Regions from separate parts of the Zea mays genome. Here region 1 is linked to region 2. The links are chromatin contacts, called in public Hi-C maps. All regions are on one chromosome and are shown on one strand. The core of a region is the stretch at or near the end of the contact, and the rest is flanking DNA. Distances in the headings are between cores, read along the strand shown.

Region 1 (6,961 bases), core at 889-3,388, 690 kb before region 2:
AACTGTCGCCTACACGGCCGTTTAGCCCATTTACACACCTCTACACAATGGCTTGTTGATCCTGTTTAGTCCGTTTAAATGGACTTTTAGCTTGAATAAATTGATAGACGCTAGGTGATTGTTTAGTCCATTTGAACATTTACGATAACATGGCTCAAATGAAAGTAGCACAGATTAAAAAAGAATGAAGAGTGGAAAATGAACTGAGGGATTAGGTGCTGCAAAAAAATAGCACATCACAGGTTGGAAAGAATGAAGAGTGGAAAAAATATGAGGGATTATGGATCCCTCATATTTTTTCCACTCTTGCACTGCCTTTAGGGTTTAGATATTCTCATCACCTTGGCAGCCTTTCAGGGATTATGGATCCTCAACACCACAACTGCCAATCTTGGGAGACTTTCGCACAACATGCAAACAATGGAGACAAGCTTTTGAGAGTTCGTTCGGGAAAGGAACTCTTATTGCTTCAGCGATGGAAAGACTTAATCGATCGACCAGTGTTCTATTAGGCAGGAAAGGTGTCCTAGGCGGCAGCGTTTTGGCACCTAGCACCTAGAGTGACAACAGAGTACCCAGGTGTCCAACTAGCTTGTGTGGGCAGCAGCCATAGCCCATAGATGGCATATTTGTATGCAATTACAACCAGCCTTGAGTTACTCACTTCACAATGCTCATATAATCACCAAGCAACAAGTGAGTAGCTACATAGCTAATATAGACTCTAGTTGGGCCCTAGGTTGCGTAACTTTTATTTTCAAGGCATATTTTAAGTTACCAGAAATGCCAGATTTTGCAAATATAATTTCCAAAACTTCCAAGTCAACCCAAATCATAGTTTTTTGTTATTACACAGGTTTGTGATCTCAAGTTCTAAATATTTATGTTTAGATGTAAAAAAAGTTTGGTTTTAATTGCATCAACATGTTCCTATGAGGATCTGACCTACCATATTGCTTAAGTGTGTTTGGTTGCAATGACAGGACGGGACGGGATGAGACGATCTTTCAAATAAGGTTGTTTGGTTCAGAGTCAAGGGTTGAGACAGAACTATCTCAATGTTGTCCCCAGTTATTCCTGAAAATTGGAGGGATGAGAGAGGACGTCAAGGAACGTCTCTGTCCTGACTGTCCGGCAACCAAACGCACCCTAACATCGCAACAAGGGAATCAAGAGGACTGAAAAAGATTGGGCAGACTCAGGGAAAGGCATCGTGTACTGTACTCACTCAAATATGGAAGCACCACAGGAACATATGGGTTGCCTTATGAAGGCTTCATAACTGAACTTGTCAAGAAGATCACATGGTATGGACACGCATTAGGCCGTGTTCGGTTGCGTCTGGATCGAAGTGGATTGAGGGGGATTAAATCCCTCACTAATCGAAATTGAATAGAATCCTCTCTAATCCACTTTAATCCAGACGCAACCAAACAAGCTAAATAACAGTTTTATCAATAGGCGCTAGAAGAATACAGGCAGGTGAAACGCTATACAGGAACAATTTATAATCGAACGGCATTCACCTACCAGCCAAGCAGAAGCCGCACGGTTGAACAATGCTGCCACTCGTCACTTCAGCTAGAGTTGGTTTACCTGCACAACATACCAAAAAGTGGGGGAACATCACTTCGGCGTCTCGGGCACAGGTACACGCTCGTGAATGGTGGAAACAACCAGCAAACCAGCAGCATTGTCTAAAAGGAAACCGCTGAGGTCAATGCTGAGGAGAACGAGGCCCCAATCGAGGTACAGGAGGGTCACCGATTAGGTTAGCACCCCCAAAGCGAGCGAGCGCAGGGCACGTGAGTCAACCAATCTATCGGCCACAATCTGTACGGATTGGGGGCTACCGTTCGAGGGAGGGCGATTTTGGGGGGTTCGATTCAAATGCTCCGCCCCAGGAGAAGATGTGGGAGGAGAGAGTTGAAAATCAGGCCGGAGCTTACCGGATCTCCTCCGCGTGACGCCATTCCGGGGGCGCACAATGGCAGTGGGGCGGGCGGGAATTGGAGGCGGCGGTGCAGGTGGGAGAAGGAAGGGCAGGCGGCGGTGATGGTCCCCTCGGGAGTCTGGAGATGGTGCCGTGGCCCGTGGTGGTGGTGCACTGGTGTGCGAGGCTTTTGAGACCGAGACGGGGACGAGGGGACGGGGCACGCCAACGCCACGGGGGAGGGATGCTGGGACTTGGGACTTTTGGAGTCTGGTAGAGCCGTAGAGGAGAGGTCAGAGCTGTGGTTGCAGTTGCAGACTAGCAGACGCAGAGGCAGGCAGCAGCAGCCCGTGGTGGGCCGGAGAGGAAGCGTGGACCAAGGATGGTGGAGGCCCACTGCGCAGTAGAAAAGATAGCCCAGGCTGCACAGCGCATCTCGAGGATCAACCGTACAAGTACAACTGTACTACGTCCAGCCACACCCACATGTCAGCTCAAGGGTTATTTTCCGTTTTCTACGCTTCTTAATTTCCCCCCTATTTTCTGTGCTTCTGCTCTTTTTTTCGCCAAAACAAGGAAGCACTTGGAGGTGGAGGTGGAACTGTCCTGCCATAGATAAAGAAAAGAACGAGTGAAAAAGCCTGTTCGCTTTACTCCTATTCTCCTACTGTAGTAAAGTAGGACTACTGCAGTGCTGTTACAGCAGTTGTACACCTGCTACGTGTACACATCAATAGGCTATAGCCATAGTTTGATTGACCGGGCGGGATAACCCTCGCGTTTTTTATATAATATTTCAACAGTATATATATTAGTAAAATGTATGTACGTTGGTACGATTTTCATTTAATTTTTTAATATAAAAAATAAAACACAAAGACACATGTGTTTTGTTGGCTATGTGGGTCTGAACATAGGTTTGGAACTAATAACTACTAATAACTATTTGCCAGGGACGGTGGAAACAGTGTTAGTATGTTGCGACCACGCACAATTAAAATAGTTGAAAATAAAAGAATTTTCATGTGCAACTCTCTAACCCACATGGTAAAAAAATCCGCTTGAAGAACTCTCGTCTATATCTATACCACTATATAATCGCTTCGGATTAAAGCCTACTGTTTAAACTGTTGCAGCTGTAATTCATAGAGACAGCAAATCTCTACTGTTATAAAGCATCAGTTTCCATAATCGTTAAGTGTAGTGTAGGCATGTTATTCTCCCTTGTACAGGGACATGTAGCGGTGGGGTGAGCGGGGCTCGAGCCCCTGCCCCCTACCGTTGTTGAGTGCATAGAGCCCCATTGAAGACCCATTGGAGCGAAGGGGGCCGAACAGGCCTTCGTATGGACGGTGTCCGCGATCTGTCCGGCGGGGCCTGCAGGAGCGGCCTTCGTCTGTGCGGTTGCGAGGTAGGTGTCGTCGAGCGAAGGGTGGCGTGTTCGCCTTCGCCCCAACATTTGCCCTCCGAGGGGCCAGTTCGACCAAGTCAGCTGGTGTCGAAGACTACCGTGAGATGGTGAAAACGCTGCCCTCACTCGAAGTGGTCCCGTGGGGGTTTTTGAAATGTGACCGTTGATGGACGTGTTACTGTTGGACTGCGGGTTTTTCGAGGCGTCGCTCCGCGCCTATAAAAACCCGACCTCGACCGAGACCGCTACCTGCTTGAGTTTGCGTTGCAGAAACCCTAGCTTTTACAGTTGCTCGCTTGCCCTCCTTGCTCATTCTGCGCCGGAGATCTAGCCCGTATCAAGCAAACTGTGTGCCGTCGTTAACGGTACGTTGCAATGTCTTCTTCCTCGTCTGCTGCGAGTGCGTCGCCGGCCACGCCGTTGTCCGAGGAGACCTTGAGCGACTTGGCAGTGGTTGAGTTGCAGCCCGGCCACACCGTGGAGTTTGGCACCTCAAGGATTTTCTCGGCCCGCGTGCTGGAGATGCAGCGGCTGGGTTACTTTGGTAACGGTGTCGGGTGGGCCCCAGGTGCGAAAGAGGTCCCCGAGCCGGAGGGCGAGTTGATAGTTTTTAGGCCTTTTTCACTGTCGGTCTTTGCCTCACGATGCATCGGTTCGTAGTGGAGGTGTTGCGAAGGTTTGAGGTGCAAGTCCACTAGTTGACGCCGAACGCAGTGGTGGCGCTTGCGAAGTATGTTTGGGCAGTCTCCTCCTACAGCGGACAGTCATCTGTGGAGGTTTTTGCCAAGAATTATTGCTTGCACTGGCAGAAGAGAAAGATAGGTAATAAGATAGCCCAATTTGGATCATGCACCTTCACCCCGAGGACTGGGAAGACCTTGGCTGAGGTTGTCGAGATAGTCCTCTATGCTAGGAATAAGTGGGGCAACTGTGGGACTTTTGGTTCTATGTGGCCCCCGGGGATGTCGAAGGCTTGTCGAGTCTGCCTCCTGCCATCCTGTGCTCACATTGTAATGTGGAGTTTCCTCGATTCAAGGTGGCGAAAGAAGACAGAGACGAAGGGGCCCTCCGATATGCGGCCCGCCTAGGTAGCGGGGCGTGACCTGGTGGAGGAATTCATTGCCTACGGGGTGTGGCCCTTGGCACATGGTTGGACATTAGGCGAAGTGACCCCCCCGCCGGATGCCTACCCTGGGCGGCCAGATGGTGCGAAGTCCAATCTTCGCCGTGGATCTTCGCGGTCGTGACGCAGCCGCGTTTGTGCGTGATATCGAGGTCGAGGCCGTGAAAATTGTTAGGAAGTATGTGCTAAAGACGGAAACTTTAAGGAGTTGGGATATTCGCGGTTCAAACGTTAGGCTGAACCGTGTTTTTGAGTTAAACCATTTGCCGTATGGTGGTTACCCGGGAGGACTGTGCAGACGTTGTTGGCCGCCGGGGAAAACATACAATGTCAACGGTCGATGAAGGCCCCTCACGGCACAAGGCTTCGGGTGCGACCGCTAGGAAAAGAAAATTAGGTACAGCAGCTGAGGATTTGGGGTTGAGGGCTTCCGATCATTTTGTTGTGGATTTGCTGGAGACGTGCACAGCTCCCGGGGAAACGATGTCTTCGCTCGAGCTTCGGGAATCTTCTACACGAATGCTGAAGGTTACCAGGGTTCGCTGGCCTAGGAACGTTCCGATACCCCGGGCGGCCGATGAAGACATATTTACGTCTCGATTAGCTCGTGACATGAAGATTTTCCCTTACAGAAGGAATGTTGGTGCTGTTGTATCGGCAGTGATGGAGAAGGATTGCCAAGATGCGCAGCGGAAGAAGCGTCGGGCTCACGTTAGGTTGGCGGACCCGAGGCGTGAGGTGAAGATGGTGTGGCCGAGCGCAAAGCCCTCCGCCCCCAACGCCGGTATGCCTCCGCCTGCCGTGCCTGTCGCAGAGCGGAGGCCCCCCTCGCCACCACGCGCTGCTGAGGCGGCGGTGGCGGGGGCTGAAGGAGTCTCCATGGAGCTTTCTATGGACGACTACCTGGTGGGGGTCGCCATGTTTGACGCCCAGACGGGTCTGGCTCCTGTTGGTGAGTTCTTTTTTTTTTACGAATTCTGTGTTTCTGACTTGACCATGGTGTAGGGGCAGAGTCTAGGAAACTGGCTGTTGTTCCAGTGGCGGTGTCTACTGGCCCGGTGGCCGCGGCGACCGGGACGAAGGGTGACATGGGGGCCTCGGAGGACCCGTGGTCTAAGTTTTGCGCCGGCGGCGAGATTACCTTGGTTGCCGCTGCGAAATATGTGTGTGTGACTAGCGCTTGCAGTTGTGCTGTGTTCGTAGTTCTGCTTTGACAATCTTTGTGACAGGCGACCGCCTTCACCGAACGCATTGCTTCGGGGGCGCTGACCTCGGAGTTTTTTGCTGAGAGGCGGCAACTTGAGGGGAGAATCGAGCGCCACCGGACGCAACATACGGAGGCAGTCAAGGACAAGTCGACGGTGGAGAACAAGAGCCGCAACTTGCTTGAGAAGCTAATGGTGGTGGAGACAGAGAAAGAAGACCTCAGTCGTCGGCTTGCGGAGGAGAGGGAAGGCGCGGAAAAGGCTTGCGCGGAGGGCCAGGCTGCCTGCACTGAGGCTGACGCCGCGCGCGCTGAGGCCAGCCTCGCCCTTAAGCATGCCGCAGACGTCGAGTCGGGGCTGAAGAGCTTGTGCAGCTACACCAAGAAGATGGAGGCCTCCACCCGCGCTGGGGTTGAACGGGCGCACACGATGTTCGTGGATGCGTACCGCGAGCTCGGCGCGCGGACTGCCTCTTTTGATAGGTCTGGCGAGGAGGTGGGTCTTCGCTTTCTCGGGTGGCTGCAGGAGGAGCTGGAGTCGCTCCCATCTATCGCGACGGCCTCATGTCCTACGCCTCGCTTGTTACCTACGAGGGGGCGGCGAATGCCTTGTACCGTGAGGGATGCAGGCATTTTGATGTCTTCGACCGGGCAACCGAGGACTTCGACCGTGGAATCTTCTAGGTTGAAGACGAGGTGCTAAAGCGGTCCGCTGGGGCGCTTTACGACAGGATGTGGGGTCCTCACGATCGTGACACTGTCCGGGAGAGGGCCGATCGAGCACTGGCGCAATTATTTTTGTCTCTATATATTCATTTATTTTTGAAAATTTTTGTTGTCTTTGTAGATGATGAATGAAGAACAAGTCGAAGACTTCGGTGGTCTTGATAGCTCGATGACCCGAACAGATGGCGCGGAGGCGGGAGCTGAAGGGCACTCAGCGCCTCAAGCTGGCCCTGATGAAGACCCTGCAGCGGCGTCTGCTCCGGCGCAGGTGGAAGGGACATGTTAGGGTTGTTGGGTTTTGGGTTTCTCTTTGTGATACTAAAGGTCGGTTGTTGCGTAGGTTTCGACGGCCGGGCCTGCGCAAGCAACCCCCGATGATGTTGATACTAATATTTTGACGGTTGCGAATGCAACGTCTTTTAATGGAAATGTGTCTGAGGGTTCTGAAACTGAGTCGTGGTCTTCGGACGAGGATAATTTTGGGAGCCCTTTTTCGTGGATTGAGGAGTCCTCTGAGGAGGATTTAGACTACTTTGCTGCGTTGGATTTGGCCGCATCGGAGTC
Region 2 (7,321 bases), core at 2,706-5,205:
GTGCACCGGACAGTCCGGTGCGCCAGATCAGGGCAGCCTTCGGTTGTCTTTTTGCTCTTTTTATTTGAACCCTTTCTTGGACTTTTTATTGATTTGTGTTGAACCTTTGGCACCTGTAGAACTTATAATCTAGAGCAAACTAGTTAGTCCAATTTTTTGTGTTGGGCAATTCAACCACCAAAATCAATTAGGAAAAGGTTTTAGCCCATTTCCCTTTCAGCCTCCAAATACGTGGCATCCTTGCGACAAGCGGCAAACTATGGCGATGGTCATCTCGACCGGTCGCGGGGCAAGTGGGTATGGCGGCCAACTCACAATCTCATCCGCGGTCAAGATCTTTTCACTGGTCCGGTAATATCCACGCTGCGTCGTGCACGAATCGCGGCGGCAGGCATGAATCGCGGCGCGGGTTCACCGGCGGCGAGTTCACTGAACCTAGATTCTTGTTCAGTCCACTGTACCATCGTGATCCCAATCAGTCGTTCTAACAGAGCAAGTTCAGGAGCCCTTTTCTCAAATTTTTATGTAACAACCCACTAATCTGTATGTAGCAAAGTTGTTCTTCTATAAACCAGCTTTAATTTTGTTATAGCAACCTCAATCAAACATCCACTGGATCCTATGTAAAATCGATCTCAAAGTTCATCCCAGTTCACTGACAGTCGAATTTCAGTACCAAGGGTGACTGACAGCCCAACTTCAGGTCCATTTTTCTCCCATTTGCATGTAACTCCAAGGCTTAGTCACTTAATAAAACTTGAACTACTAACATAGCTCTACCATTTTGTTGTAATGACTTGGGAAAAATCTCCATGGATTAAGAGATACAAGGGCACATACTTGGCCTAATCACACCGATTTCAGAGTTTAAGCCATAAGGTGCTATTGGGGCTTTTTGCAATTAACTCCAATTTGTTCCACATCACTTGAAAATCTTCCAATGTAAAAAGTTGCTTAGTTTTTGATACTCTACCACTTTGATATATACACTTTGGTCCAAAAGTGCATATAAATTGAAATCACCTTATATGGCACAAATTAGGGTTTCTAGGGTTCTTATTAGAGTTTTGAGTGCTCTAGGGTTTATGTGCCGCTCAAATCCATCAAGTTTAGTCTCTTATGAACATTTTCACTAACCTTTGATATAAATAAGCACTTCAAGTCATCACATCACAACTTGTTTTAAAGTTTTAACCTAGTGGATGCACTCTAGTTGTAACATACATAATGAAATGCCAATGCTAATGAAGTCATGACCAAGTTTTAGTTCTTATAACACCAGAGGTGTTACATCTAGGGCGAAGCTCGGGCCATCTTCCTCCTCGGAGTCTAGGTACCCCGAGGGGAAAGGAAACCCGGCATACATCCTTGTGACAGAGCTAGTGTCGAAGCTTGGCTCGAAGGGGATGGGAACACATGCGGTTCTCCCCCGACCCTCAACAAATCTCACCAAGGAGCGATCGGCTCCTCCCAACCCGCAGGTGGGAGGACTGGTGTGATTGGTACCACTCGCTCGACAGCATGGGGAACTGGCGTTTCCCACATCGGAGGAGGTGGCACGCAGAGAAAGTCGGCGCAGGTGCCACTGGTGGCGCTCTGGGCACAATGCTGGCATGGGCTAGGTCCCTCAAGAGGGAGTCTATGCCATCAGCCATCCCAGGGGCTCCTATAGAGCACAGGGTGCCATGAGTGGCACGATCTCGGTTGCTCCGTCTCTACCTCCTGCGACGAGAAGGGCGGTGATGGGAGCTTGGGCGCTCGAGAGGGATAGACAAGAGGAGTATCGTGTCATACTAGATGCCGAGTGACATGAACTCCAGGCTCCCGAACCTGATCACCGTCCCAAGCCTGAGTGGATGGTGGAAACCTGTCATCTAGAGTCTTGGCGGGAACTAAAAGTGTTTCACGCGACAAGCCCCTACTTGGCGCGTCAACTGTCGACGTTCGGACTAGGGGTCCTAACCAACTAGTAAATAATGTCGCGTGGCCAGACTCTAGATGGTGTGCTAGTAGATACAAGTAGTTTATCCTGGTTCGGGCAACGTAAGGCTCTACTTCCAACAAAGGGGGGTTAGGCTTATATTACTCGCACCGAGGTGCCTGTAGTAGGGGTTACAAACACGACGGGAGAGGGGAAGTCCCCAAGTCCCTAGAAATGATTGAGGCAAGTGCCAATATCTAAGACCGAGTAGACCGAGTGGAGAACTGAGTGTTTATCGGTGTGTTCCTTATCTGGTTGTCCTTCCCTTGGAGGGACTCTACTGCCCTATTTATACATGAAGGGGGCGTCCACAGTGAAGCCTGGTGTTGTATTCAAAGGAGAGATGTCTTGGCGCCCTGCAAGCCGACGTGGCGGTGCACTGTGTTGTTGACTTGCGTCCACTGGTTTCCCGCTGAGAGCCGAGGCAGAGACCGAGGGATTATCCGTACACCCGAGCCCCCAGGGGAGAGGCTGCCCATTATGTAGTTGTTGTAATAGCGCCGGGGTAAGGCTAAAGGCCTGCTTACGGGGTGCATCAGCGTCCTTGCGCGGGATGACGTCGAGATTTCCTGTGGCGCTTATCGAGGTCGGAGCCCCGCTCGGGCGAGGCGGAAGTCTTCCCGAGGTGTTGGACGAGCCATCCCTTGACGTGCGCCACAGTTTTGGCGGAGTGGTCGTCCGCGGGATTCGTAGAGGAGTAGGTGGCCGAGGCTGAGCTTGGGCGAGGCGAAGAATTCATTTGAGGTCTAAACTCGACGTCGGGCGTGGCGAAGAAATTGCTCGAGGGCCGGACTCGGCATCGGGCGATGCGGAGATTGCGCCCGTGGATTGGACTCGGCGTCGGGCGAGGCGGAGAAATGCGCCCGAGGGCCGGTCTGCTCTGCTTGTCGTATTAGATGTCCCATCGGGGGATGGCAGGCGGCGTGCGCGTACTGTAGCGGAGACGTAATCATGTTGTTGCGTCCAGATGTGATTGTCGTCTTGTCAACCACTGTGCTCTGCTGCCGCATCGTTGGGTAGGTACGCGCATTAAATGCAGGTGTTCCCTTCCTGTTATCGGGCGCTTCTGTCTTATCTGCCTGAGATTGGCTCGAACAAGACAGTCGGGGCGGTGGCGACCTCGGGCGAGGCGGAGTTCCACCCTAGGCAGGAGATCCTCGGGGAGAGGCCTCAGTCGTTTCCCCTCGAGGGTTTCGTTCTTATCTCTCTGAGTGCGTTCTTCGGGGGATATTTCAGGTATCCCTAATTATTACCCCCCGACAGTTAGAGTGTTAGACCACCACATATAGTGTTTGCCCTAGGTTTAGGCCTAATGTTAGATGTAGGTTAGAACACCTCTTACCCATACGCATCATTGTATGAGTTACACCATAGGGGTTTATAGTAGTGCAAGATCGTAACAACTGTATTTGTGGTGTGGCCGCCACCATATAATGGAGAGACGCGACATTTTGGTTGAAAAACTCGATTGTGAAGATAGTGAAGAGTATTTGGGAGAGGTCACATCGAAACACCACTGTGCGCGGAGAAGACCCGAGGTATCCACGAGTTATTTGATATGGAGTTTAGCCTTTCTGTAGGGTCTTTGGGAGTGGCTCCAAATTCTCTAATGAAGACTAGAGAGAAGATTGCACGCTTAATGATACCTTGATAAAACTATTAATAAGAATCTGTAGCTCTATTGTATTTAGGTTTAAATATTTATATTGTGTGCTTTGATTATATGTTTTATCTTTTATTTTAGTTATACCTACCACTACCATATAGTTCGAACGCGATAATAGTATGTGTTTTCTTTTACAAAAAAAGTTAAAATAATCGGACATGGGGTTGGCGGCAGCTTGATGCAGGCCCACTGGCACAGGCCCATGGCCCCGCGCCGTTACGATTGGGTTGGACCGTTGGACGTGCCATTGCCGACCGAGCCTGAAATCGTTCTATCCTCGCCGCCGCCGCCGCCGCCGCCGTTTGTTATCGCTCGGAGTTTCTCCGTTCCCGTCTCTCCGGCCGCTGCAGGTACGCCTAGCAACGGCGTCAATCGCTTCCTCCCAACCCGCAGGTACTCACCTGTAGCTGTATGCTGCAACCTTGCCTTGTCTTCATCCATCACCCCTAGCGGCCCAGCGTGCGCGCAACCCCCACCCACCGACGCCTGGGACGGACGTCGCTGCCTCCCTACTTTTTCCCCTCCGCCGCCGACGAGCACCACCATATGCCTTCTCCTTGGTCTTCTCTTTTTGCTGTGTGCGAAACCTTGCGCCCAAACCCTAATTTCCTATCCGTATTCGGATCTGAATCTCATTACAAGTGTGTAGGCATGTATTTTTGTTACTAACTTCAATTGCTTTGCAAAAAATTATCGGGTGTACCCATTTCCTTTACTAGGTCCACCCCTGATTCTATCTGCCCTATTTTTCTTCACATTTGTTATGTAGTTGGTAAAATCCCTTAACTTGCGCATCTTTGCCTTCTTCTTCCTTTATTTTAGGTTATCAAATACGGTGAACCTTGTGTTCCTGTGAAATTTTGCAGCTCATTATACATTGAAGGCAGAAAGTCATTCTCCAATCTGAAGGCGAAACAAGGTGTGCACATATATGTTCTAGAGGATAAAGTTCACTGAGCTGCTGTTGGGCATTGGAGAGCCCAGTTGTGGTTCTATGCCTGAAAGGAATTCTTTGTAATTTTCTCCTGTATCTGGTTCTGTTATCATCATTATTTTCCTGGTGTGGGGCAATCATGTCAGAGAGCGAGTTAGCAGTAATAAAACCAGAGGTACATTTTCCATTGCTGTTTCTGTTAATTAGAGAGGAAATGTTGTGTTCTTATCTTCATTGCATCATTTGGGCCTAAATCAAGTTTTTTGGTGAACTCTGACAGGCATTGAAAACTTATATCTGGCTTCAGTGCTTTGATGGCTCCATACAACAAGTGGAGGAAGAAGTTGCCATGTTCTGCCCTATGATATGTCGGGAAATAATGAAAAATGGGACAGGGTCATCTAAGAATCATGCTATAGTTCTACCGGAAAGAGTTAATCCGGCAAGTTTGAGTTTGATTCTTGATTATTGTCGGTTTCATCAGGTCCCTGGGCGCTCAAACAAGGTTTGCTGCACTTTATATTCATCTTGAAAGTTTTGTTTGTTGAATCTATATTTGTTCGAGCATATCTTATCATGGATTTCCTACATTTGTAGGAGCGGAAGTCATTCGATGAAAAGTTTGTCAGGATAGACACAGAAAAACTGTGTAAGTTGGCTTCTGCAGCCCTTGGTCTGCAGTTAAGGCCACTAGTTGATCTTACTTGTGGAGCACTTGCTCGAATCATTGGAGGAAAAACACCTGATGAAGTTAGAGATATTTTCCATTTACCAGATGACTTAACAGAGGTAAGAGTACCACTTGAATAGTCGTGTATAGGAAAAGGTTCTCTTGATCTCCCTGAGTACAATTCCCCCATCTGGAGCTAAAAAAAGACAGATTTCATTAACACAAACTCAGCTTGATAAAGTGAATCATTTCCTTTTAGATGTTGACACATTTGACACCTATTTGCCAGGAAGAGAAACTGGAGCCACTAAAAAATTTAAATGATGATCCTACAATTCGTTTATTGAACCGATTGTATGCAAAGAAGCGGAAAGAACTGCAGGAACGCCAGAAACTAAAGGTACTTCTCATTTATTTACTATGTGTTGTGTTCAATGATGTATCGTACTTCATCAGTTTTTTGTTCTAGTTTTATGTTTATTTTTGAGGTTCGCTTTATTTCAGGATGTTCAAACACAAGAAGAACAAAAAGACGAGAGATCTTTGGATGAGTTACTTTGTTTTATAAATGGAGATGGAGGTTAGTGACTTTATCGAATATTTAAAATCTTGACATTGAACAATTAAAGTGTGTGGTGTTTGCACAAAATAATACCTACATCAAAATATAAATATTATTGTAGTTTCCAGAAAATATCAGTTTTTGGTGTTTTCAGAAAGAAGCTAAGATTTGAGTTTCAAATGGCGAAAATTGTGCAAAGATAATGTTGTTCTCCATTAGACCAGTTGATTAATATTGAACGGTCATAATACAACAAAAAATTGTTGCCCTGGACCAACCTATTTAGCTACTATGGATGAACTTATAAGCAGTTTTAGCAGACGCTCAAGACTATTACAGTGGGCTATCCTTGTGTCACGAGCTTTTGTAGAATCAGCGGCTGTATTTTTTCAAACCTTTTTTATTGGTAGACTGGTTGCTTTTTGAAAGAAAATTTAACTAGGCATGGTAGGAGCACATGATTATTTTTGTTAAGTTGCTTCCTGTCCCTTCTGGCCTGTCCTTAAGAAATTAACCCCCCTCCCCCTCCCTGAACAAACCCCATCTCCCTCTCCCAAGAAAGGCTGCAAAAACGTGTGTCGTGTGGCACAACAAATCATTGCATGAGTTTGTTGATTTTTTAATAAAAAACTATTGGGCTTCATGTAGCGCGTGTTTGGAAGTAAAGTATTTCAAAACTATGGTTTTGGAATACTACGGGCCTGTTTGGCAGTGAAGTATTTTTGTGGTTTCTAGGCAATACCTCGGTTTTTTTAGTAATACCATAGTATTTTACGCCATAAGGTGTTTGATTGCAATCCTGAAAACCGTGTTTTCAAAACCATGGTATTTTTAGAGTATTGGAAACTTCACTTTAACCTAAAGTTTTTATAACAAGACTAGCTTTTGTCTAATACCATGATTTACAATGTTGTATCTAAACAATGTTTCTCAAAACCATGAGGCCCTGTTTGGAATCTTAGTATTTTTACAGTTTTGAAGGAATACTATATAGTATTGGATGATACTATGGTATAGGAAGCCAAAATCTGTTTGTTTGTACTGGGTAAAACGCAGTTTCGAATACCATGGTTTATCTAAAACCGTAGTATTTTTACAGTTTTGAAAACTCCACTTGGACTTCAGTTTTCAAAGGCTTAGCAGCCATAGCGCTGCCTGTGATGCGTACGATTGTAGATGAGAGAGCACACGGCCAAACAGTTCTTAGTATTTTTTGCCATGAACAAATGTATTTCAAAACTGTAGTATCTAAAAACTTTGTTGCCAAACATGCCCTGATATTTTTGGAGCTACCAAAACCACAGAATTGTCATGATAATTGCAACGTATAATATTGTAAAACCATGGTTTTGAGAAACATTGTTGACAAACAGGCCCTACTGTTTTAAGATGTTATGACATAACCGTAGTATTTTTTTACATCATTCCTAGCAATACGCTTTTTGGAGACAGTATCTCAAACCATGGTATATATGTGTAATACTAGTCATAGACAAAAACTTTGGGTT

What was found. Hi-C and Micro-C count contacts between places; a contact is called where the count stands out from the background.
Region 1: a Hi-C map of leaf shows a contact between it and region 2, with 2.3 times the contacts expected there. The contact joins the promoter of LOC100274676 here to the promoter of LOC100273625 in region 2. A contact is called at or near these places in 5 of 25 Hi-C or Micro-C datasets (ear, endosperm, leaf and 1 more).

Annotation. Positions count from the first base shown.
Region 1 is chr10:66,022,153-66,029,113 of Zm-B73-REFERENCE-NAM-5.0, reverse strand. LOC100274676 reads right to left here and starts at 2,138. Exons shown (of 5, transcript NM_001148996.2): 1 at 1,950-2,138; 2 at 1,531-1,596.
Region 2 is chr10:65,333,924-65,341,244 of Zm-B73-REFERENCE-NAM-5.0, reverse strand. LOC100273625 reads left to right here and starts at 3,955. Exons shown (of 8, transcript NM_001148041.1): 1 at 3,955-4,040; 2 at 4,470-4,756; 3 at 4,862-5,086; 4 at 5,179-5,370; 5 at 5,541-5,651; 6 at 5,756-5,831. The coding sequence starts at 4,721.